Linked DNA regions of Mus musculus: all the other regions are linked to region 1. The links are chromatin contacts, called in public Hi-C and Micro-C maps. All regions are on one chromosome and are shown on one strand. Each heading gives the region's core, a stretch centred on a gene start, on an enhancer-like site or on the middle of the called end of the contact. The rest is flanking DNA. Distances are from core to core; before and after follow the strand shown.

Region 1 (2,725 bases), core at 63-2,562:
GGTATGGGCTGGTGGGGGGACAGCTGTTAGGTTTGGAAGAAAAGGAAGGAGGAGGGAAGGAAAAGAGGGAGGGGAGGGAGAAAGGAAGAAGGGAGGGAAGGAAGGAAGGAAGGAAGGAAGGAAGGAAGGAAGGAAGGAAGGAAGGAAGGAAGGAAGGATAGACAGACAGATGGACTCATGGACAGAAGTTAGGTAAGTGACTCTAAAAATGTTTTGGTCCCTTTCCAAAAGTTTTTAAAAAAAAAAAAAAAAGCATGCCAACTTCCGGTGTATAGAGTATATGATCAGACTGCTGTTCAGTTACTTAAACAGCAAGGTCAGTGTAAACACTACTAGACTGGAATACATTCTCAAATACAATCTGCATCCATGTTGTTGCTTTGATCCCTCAGCTATTTCCTACAGCATATCCTGCAACTAAGTTGTTACTACTTCCCGCAATGTGTTTAATGATGGACATTATGAACTAATCCCGTTCTTCTCCTTTGCCTTCTGTCTGAGTTGAGTGTTTTTCCTCTGACACATGTTCCCACCAGGAAACACTACTTCACCAGAGCCAATAAAGAAACAAAGAGAATAGAGTAGAACCCTCTAAAACCATGGGTCACAATAAACCATTTCTCTTTATAAGTTAATTTCCCTGCAATTTGTTAAAGTAAAAAAAAAAAAAAAAAAGCAGTCCCCAATCAGATGTCAGTCAGCCTCCTACCACCTTTCCCAGCTGCTGTGCAGAGGAGAGCCTCAGCAGCCAGTACTCTTTATTTCCTATTCAGCCATACCAGGATGGTTCTCCCACCATGAGCAGCTGACTCTGGGGACTTCCTCTTCCTGACTTCTACAGGGAAGTGCGCACTGTTAGCGCATTGTGATAAGGACAGAACTCACTTCGGAACAAGCCACAGGCAAAAGTAAAAAGTAGCAGATGCAGATCTGCGCACCAGGTCCCTGCCTGCCCAGACCGTGACCTGGATCACTCCCATGCACAAAACAGGAGAGCAGGCCCTGGGAACGCTGCTGGGATTAAAATGAGATCATACAAGTAAATCTAGGTTTGGAAAATAGAGAATACAAGTTGATTATAAATACTTCTTTCTAATTCCTAGCTGAATTATACAAAGCAGAAATTTAAGGCTGATGTGGCATAGTTTGACACACACAAACAACACTTGCCAAAAAAATCAGGAGAAATAACCACAGAATGCTAAATGAGGGGGGGGGAAAACCACACCAATGTTTCTTGAGTTCTGAGTTCATTGTTCAACAATGAGTCTTTTGCTGACTCCACACACAGACATGAGCCAGAGCACCCGGAGCAGTCAAACCTGCACACAGAGGATGGTCCTAGGCAGGGTTAGTGCCTCACTCCCATACAACAGTGCCTGAAAGACCGTGCACAAGTCCACACCTCCATAAACCGTGGAAATCAGGCACTTTCCTGTGGAATTTATGAAAAAAAGCTGAATAAAACTATCTATTGTCAAACAGCTCTGAAATGCCCAATTAACAAAAGAAAAACATGTCTTTTACGGTATGAAGGATAGTTTCCATTCTCAGGTGACAGATCTAAACAATGAATCTAACAATAAAGAAAAGCAAGCTCAGAAATACAGAGGCTAACATGGAGAAAAACTGAAATGAATGAAAAATTTTAATGCTTTAAAACAGCAATGAAAATATAAAACCCTTCAAAAATAGATATAAGAAAATGCTTTTGAGAAACATTAAATATAAAATACAAATAGTCTACTACTCAAGTGGAAAGCTAAAAAGCTCTAGCCAGTGCTTGTAGGAAGCTAACGGGGGATGGGAGGAGGAAGGCAGCAAAATTAATAATCAATTTGTCAAAGCAACATGTTAGTTGTAGTTTTTCTGATTATTCAAGTTTCGGTTGACAAAGAACAAAGGCAGCCATATTTCAGCCAGGAAAGTTACTGAAGTCAGAAATAAACAAAGCAAGAAGGGTCTGTAGGAGAAAGCTATGCGCAGGGGCTGCTAGATGAAGGAAGGGTGGAGAACGGAGAGAAGCACATGTCTCCAGGGTCACTCCAATGCAGTAGAAAAAATAAATAAATAAAACCTATGAAATGGGGATGTGGTCTTACTAACCATCATAGAAGTGGAAATTAAAACAACATTGAGATCTCAACCCAAAGAGAATAGCAGTCATTAAGAGAAAAACAACAGGGGCTGGAGCCATGGCTCAGTGTGAAGAGCATTTACTGCTCTTGCAGAGAACCTGGGCTGAATTCCCAGCACCACATGGCAGCTCACAACCATCTGTTACTCCAGTTTCAGAGGATCAATGCCCTCATTGATCTCTATGAATATGAGGCATGCCTATGGCACACATCTATACATGTACGCAAAACTCTCATACATATAAAAATAAAGTAATTAATAAATCTTTAAGAAAAGAACAAATACTGGTGAGACTGTAGCAGAAAGAAACTCTAAAAATGTAAAGTAATAAAAAAAAGTAGTAATTAAAAAAAATGGTGAGATAGAGGTGTTGCGATACACTTCAACACCAGAATACAGCAGGTTTCTCTTACAAGGACAGAGACTATCTTCTGACTACAACTGATAAAGGAAATACTTGATTTATTATAGTTAACCTGTAATAAAAGCATCCTTCTTTTCATCTAGTAATAGTATCTTAATGAAGCTCTATAACATGTCTTCATAAAATATAAATTAGAAGTCTTTAGCAATGAAGGAAATGTCT
Region 2 (2,725 bases), core at 66-2,565, 190 kb before region 1:
GAGAGGTACCAGGAATAAACACACAAGGCAGGGACTTCAGTGTGGGTCATTGAATGGCATGCATTTCGGCCTACATCATCCAGAGATTAAAATACCCAACTTGAATATAAGATATTTAGGACCTAGTCTGCTTTCAATTTCCATTATATTACATCAGCCTTAACATGTCCTTACTTTCTCCATGAGACAATAATTTCAAGCCACATTAAAAGCCATAGATACAAGAGACAGAGTAAGCCAACAACTGACAGTCACAGGCAGCATTAGCACTGAAGGACAGCTGCTTAACACAAAACCACTATAGGGAAGGTGGGCAACTGTAGATCCAGTATTCTGTTGGAAATGAAAACAGGAGTCATTAGTAAGAGATCAGCAAAACAGGGAAAATGCACAACTGCCACCGTAGAATAGTTTAAAAAGTAGTTCAAAATTGGCCATGTTGCATTATCAGGCCTGCTGATTTTATAGCTTCAGCACATGAAAAATTGGTGATGGACTTGTGTTTTATTTCCACTATCAAAGAACTCTAATGTTCAACCCTAAAGAACTCATACATAATGCCTGAGTTAGGAAGGAAATGATATATACTTTTACATTGCAAGTAATTGCAAAGCTTATTTAAAAATCATTCCCAAGGTTCTGTAATACAAGAATAGTAATGGCTACTTTGTGAATGGGAGTACGTCAGTTCTATAAGCCAGAGACCACTGCCGAGAGAATTCATGAGAGTTCAGATAGACAGACACATGTGGATAGGCAAATTTTATACTCAGTGATTAAAGAACAAAAGATCAGATGAATGGCTGCTGTTCTTAAAGTACTCTGGTGAGGAGCAGTCCATGAAAAGGGCCCCACAGCCCGTCTACTCCTCCTGCTAGGGTGAATGAGTGCACCACGAGGGGAGTGTGAAGCAGAGGAAAACCCCACCTAGGAATGACAGGAATGAGAAAGAGAAGAGGGATCTGCGATGCTTTACGAATGTGTTCCCAATGACCCAACTTTCTTCCTCTAAATGTCAGGTCTTAAACGTTGTGTCAAGCTGGAAACCAGACGTAAAGACACATGGTCTTTGGGAAACATTTCATGTCTAAACTGCAATCCACTCACTGAATTGAGTGCTTTACAGATGGAAGGGTTTGCTCATTGTAGGCCAGGAATTGGAAAAGATGTGGATCTTGCCTTCAAGATGCTCTGCCTAGTGGCTATTCTCCATAGGCTGAAAGCAGTCACATTTTCCCTCACAGTCTGAGTTATGGAGATACTCATCAGAGAATGGGTAGTCTCCATGACGGAAAGAGCTAACAACTAAGACTCAGAGAGACAGCTGCAAGTGATGCACCTCTCAGCTGGCCCTGTCCCTCACATTACCGCTGAGGTCCCTGTGGCTCATGGCCTGGCATCAAACACTTCGGACTTGTGACAGGCTACCTCCTTTTCCCAGTACCGTCTGCTTCATGCTGTTTCTCTTCTTTCTTATCTCTGTTCTAGAATACACCTCTCTCTCCCTTTTGTTCCCTATGTATGTGACAGCTATAAACTCAAAAATAGCCCCATATAGACAAACATGCTTACTACATATTTATAGACTCGCCTCAAGGTAATGCAGTAGACTGGGCTTAGGAAATAAATGAGTTATATTATCAATGGCTGACCGCAGGGGTAGGTGAATAGCTCTGTGGCACAGCACTTGTTTGCCTAGTACACTCAAGTCCCCAGGTTCAAGCCCCAGCACCACAAGAGAAAATGACCACAGAACAAAGAAGTGGGGTGTTGAGCCCCTGAGACTCATGATACTATTTTATTTTAATGGCTTTTGAACTTGTTATAAAATTTTTAACTAAAATGTCTACATTTGGAAAAACTTACAACATCAGTATTCCACCCAGAAAACAAGGTGGTAGCTGAGGTGTCTGCGACTTACACAGACGACAGAAATACTTGAATATGCATGCATTGGTCAGTCTCACTGAAAACAAGGAGCCATGTGTTCAAGTTCTCTCTTCTTTATCTTTGTTCTCACTAGGTTCTATCTTGATACTTTACAAGGTGAGCTTTCAAAATGTTTTAAATAATGAAATTAGTGATACTATTCTAATATCGTTCTAGTATGTACTTTAAACATTCATGTTTTAAAACAACACAGAAAATTTATCTAAAGGGCAAAAAAATAATGTTCTAAATTGCTTGTCAAATGGAAGAAACATGGCAAGTCAGTTGTCCAATTACTCTCTAGGTCCTGTGTCCCACTCTCCTTCAGTAATAACCGGGGAGACCTCACGCATTGATCTTTGCAGACTGAAGATGAAGGTAAAGACTGGAATCTGACAACTAATATATTTTCAAAATGACGAAAGTTTAGTATCACAGGAACTTGAGCCAGCTCCAAAACCAAGCTCGATGATGTTTCTGGCAGACGTGCAATCTGGATCATGCACGAAGCTATTTAAAGTTGCTTGATATGTTACCACGACAGATTTCAAAGATCAAAACACAGGTGCGCATGAGTGTTGCACAATCCTGTGGTAGGAGAGAACATGAGCTCATTCCACCTAGAAACAGACCCAAACACAAACACCCACCTGGGGTTCAGGTGTACAACTCTGTCTGCGGGCAGATGAATTTATCTCTCGAGTTTTGTTCTGATAAAAATATGCTATGATAAGACAGAAAGGTTTAATAAACTTAGGTGTCTCTGAATGGGTGTATCTTTTTAGCTGACTCGACG
Region 3 (2,725 bases), core at 101-2,600, 150 kb before region 1:
ATTGCTTAACTCAGCCAAAAACTACCTCTAGTGATATGGGGCCTCCTTTTTTTGAGACAGCTGGCAAAAGATTTTTTTTAAGAAGATAATTATGTTTGTTTGTTTGTTGCCAATCAATCTGTGCTTAGTCCCACATTTTTAAAGTGACACATTTGAGAAGGTACTCAAGGTGGTCACACCAACTGTCCTAGCACCTGGGAGGTGGAGGACGTAGAGGATCAGGGTTCAGGGTACACAGTGAGTTCAAGGGATATATAAGTCCAGGTCTCAAACGGTTTTTTGGAACATCTAAAATGGTATGTTCTATCATGCCAGATAGTAAAATCAATGGGACATTTGAGAAAAATCACAACATAGTGAATTTTCTTATAAAATTAAATTTTTTATTTTATCTGATTTACCTGAATGTAGTATGTAGTATTTTTACCTATAATTTCAAATATCATTACTTCAATTTCCAGGTCCCTATGTCCTTTTCATAGGCATGAGTCAAATTTCAGTGTACCCCAGTTTCTGGATTACAACCTATTCCTATGTCCTAAAATACCATGTCTGATGCCACAGTAGGGAAAAGGAGGCCAAAGAGGCCATAATGGGTAAAGGTAAGAAACTGTAAGCTCAAAGTTCATGAGACTAAAATCATGTTCATCACCTGCAGGGTTCAGGCGAGACAGCACTCTTGCAAAGTTCAACCTCCCAGGAGCATGGCCAAGCAACCACCCACTTAGGAACCTAGCTGCTGGCTACAAGGTACAGGAACATGGAGACTACATGCCTTGCGACACACAGGATCATCAACTTCTACACTTCTGGAAAGTTACATTAGTGGGGAGTGGGACTAGGGTAGGACCAGCTTGGCAGAAATGGGCTGTGTTTTCCCCAGCTCTAAAATAACAGGGACTTCCTAGTTTCATAAAACAATATGCCAAGATAGTCAGGAACACAGGAGGAAAAGGTATTGTCCCAGTAGACAGCATGTGGTGGATGGTAAAGAAAGCTCCAGAGAGGAGATGACTACCAAGAAGACCTAAAAAGATGGGCAGGTCATGTGTAGACCCTGCAGGAGAGGGGACCAAATGTAATGCTCTGGAACAAGGCCTAGCCTGAGCAAAGGTGCAGATGTGGAAAAAACACAAAGCCTGTTTTTAAAAAAAATGTCAAAACATTTGGCTAAACAGCAGGCTCTGTGTGTGTGTGTGTGTGTGTGTGTGTGTGTGTGTGTGTGTGATGTGCAGATGGGGGTGGAAAGGTGAGCCCAGAGCTATTGAAAACTGCCTGATTACCAGACTGCTAGCTGGACTGCAAGGGAAATGTTTAAGCAAGGACATTATGTTCGTGAAACTTCAGGCAGACAGAGACAGTTCTGTGCCAAACAGAAATAAATTGAAAACTAAAGCTGGGAGTTAGCTAGAAGTCAGACAGGAAGAGAGCAGGAGTCAAGAGTCCACCAAGGGGCATGACAATGATAGGACAAACCAGAAAATGGTAGGAATGACAAGGAATGAAAGGCACTGTACAGAGTGCCTTCTGGCATCAGACATAGACTTTTAGGACATAGGAAGATGCCTGTGAGATGTGTCTCTTGATCACACAAGAGCATCAGAGGAAGAGGAAGTGAAACAGGAAGGAAGACTGCCTTATTCAAGACAACAAGCTTGGTTTGGGACATTTTGCTAAACTTAGAGATTTAAATTGGTGGTGAAAATGGAATACCGGCACAAACGTCCATCAAATGCCTAGAAAGCAGATGTTTTCTAGGCATTTAAGCTAGGGAAAAAGTTAATATTAGAAATAAAGGCCAAGGAGTTATCCACAAAGAAGGTCATGAAAATGATCTGAGGCTAGGAAGAGACTGGCGGGGATGGCTCAGCAGTTAACAGCACTGGCTGCTCCTGCAGAGGACCTGGGTTTGGTTCCCAGCACGTACGTTATGCCTCACAACTATCTGTAACTCCAATTCCAGAAGATCTGACCTCCTCTTCTGGCATCTGAAGATACTGAACACATATGGTGCACAGACATACAATGAGAGAAAAAAACACCCATATGACAAATAAAAATAAACAAAAATCTCAAAAAAAAAAAAAGAAGAAGAAGAAGAAAGAAAATGATCTAGGGAGCTGATGAGACGAGACAGCTCAACTACAGAGGTGCTTGCACACTGGCCTAATGAACTGAGTCTGATCTTCAGACTCTATAAGGTGGCAGAAGACGCCCTACTCCCTAGAGTTGTCCTCTGACTTGCACATGTATGTCGTGGCATGCCCATACCTGCAGTAACACACACATAAACACAGACACAGACACACACGCGCGTGCACAAACACACACACACACACACACACACACACACACACACACACACACCAACAACAACCAAAGTTTAAATGATCAAGTGATAGAAGCATGAGAAGAAAACTTCCACAGTTTAATGAGCTGACAGTGAAACAGGCCCTGTAGGAGCCCAGAGGGTCTAAAAATCCAGGTCACAGGGGAGGGAACACTTTATAGAGAACACACGCCAAGAACACCATTATGAGCATCATACGGTAGAGAACAACGAAGAGCATATATTGTCACTGTGTTGCTTATTTAATTTCTAGAAAAGCCATATGACATCAGAAAAGCTAGGCTTCAAGAGCCTTCCAGTGTTCCCTTTATCAAGCCAGATAGAAATCTCCTCTGAGCTCTTAGAGTATTAATAAGTTTTCCAAGTTATTTCTAC

Evidence for each region. Hi-C and Micro-C count contacts between places; a contact is called where the count stands out from the background.
Region 2: a contact with region 1 is called in a Micro-C map of muscle stem cells, with 4 times the contacts expected there. The contact joins two enhancer-like sites. A contact is called at or near these places in 3 of 484 Hi-C or Micro-C datasets (adipose-derived mesenchymal stem cells, muscle stem cells and nephron progenitors) and 2 of 115 datasets of contacts at active chromatin or transcription factors (embryonic stem cells and microglia).
Region 3: a contact with region 1 is called in a Hi-C map of bone marrow-derived macrophages, with 32 read pairs. The contact joins two enhancer-like sites. A contact is called at or near these places in 1 of 15 datasets of contacts at CTCF or cohesin (CD8 T cells), 2 of 484 Hi-C or Micro-C datasets (the C2C12 cell line and bone marrow-derived macrophages), 5 of 115 datasets of contacts at active chromatin or transcription factors (CD8 T cells, effector CD8 T cells, intestinal villus epithelium and 2 more) and 1 of 9 other capture datasets (embryonic stem cells).

Annotation. Positions count from the first base shown.
Region 1 is chr5:31,757,043-31,759,767 of GRCm38.p6, reverse strand. All of the region lies in intron 3 of Babam2 (BRISC and BRCA1 A complex member 2), which reads right to left. Among named protein-coding and RNA genes, the nearest start is that of Babam2, 60 kb to the right of the region's middle. Within about 2 kb of position 1,312, at least 50 of the 459 cell types and tissues checked have an H3K27ac peak or open chromatin away from gene starts, as enhancers often do. A contact at or near this core is called in bone marrow-derived macrophages and muscle stem cells, where this site is marked.
Region 2 is chr5:31,949,346-31,952,070 of GRCm38.p6, reverse strand. The region is part of intron 7 of Babam2 (BRISC and BRCA1 A complex member 2); the gene reads right to left. Among named protein-coding and RNA genes, the nearest start is that of Gm52770, 48 kb to the left of the region's middle. Within about 2 kb of position 1,315, at least 11 of the 459 cell types and tissues checked have an H3K27ac peak or open chromatin away from gene starts, as enhancers often do. A contact at or near this core is called in muscle stem cells, where this site is marked.
Region 3 is chr5:31,907,051-31,909,775 of GRCm38.p6, reverse strand. All of the region lies in intron 7 of Babam2 (BRISC and BRCA1 A complex member 2), which reads right to left. Among named protein-coding and RNA genes, the nearest start is that of Gm52770, 90 kb to the left of the region's middle. Within about 2 kb of position 1,350, at least 22 of the 459 cell types and tissues checked have an H3K27ac peak or open chromatin away from gene starts, as enhancers often do. A contact at or near this core is called in bone marrow-derived macrophages, where this site is marked.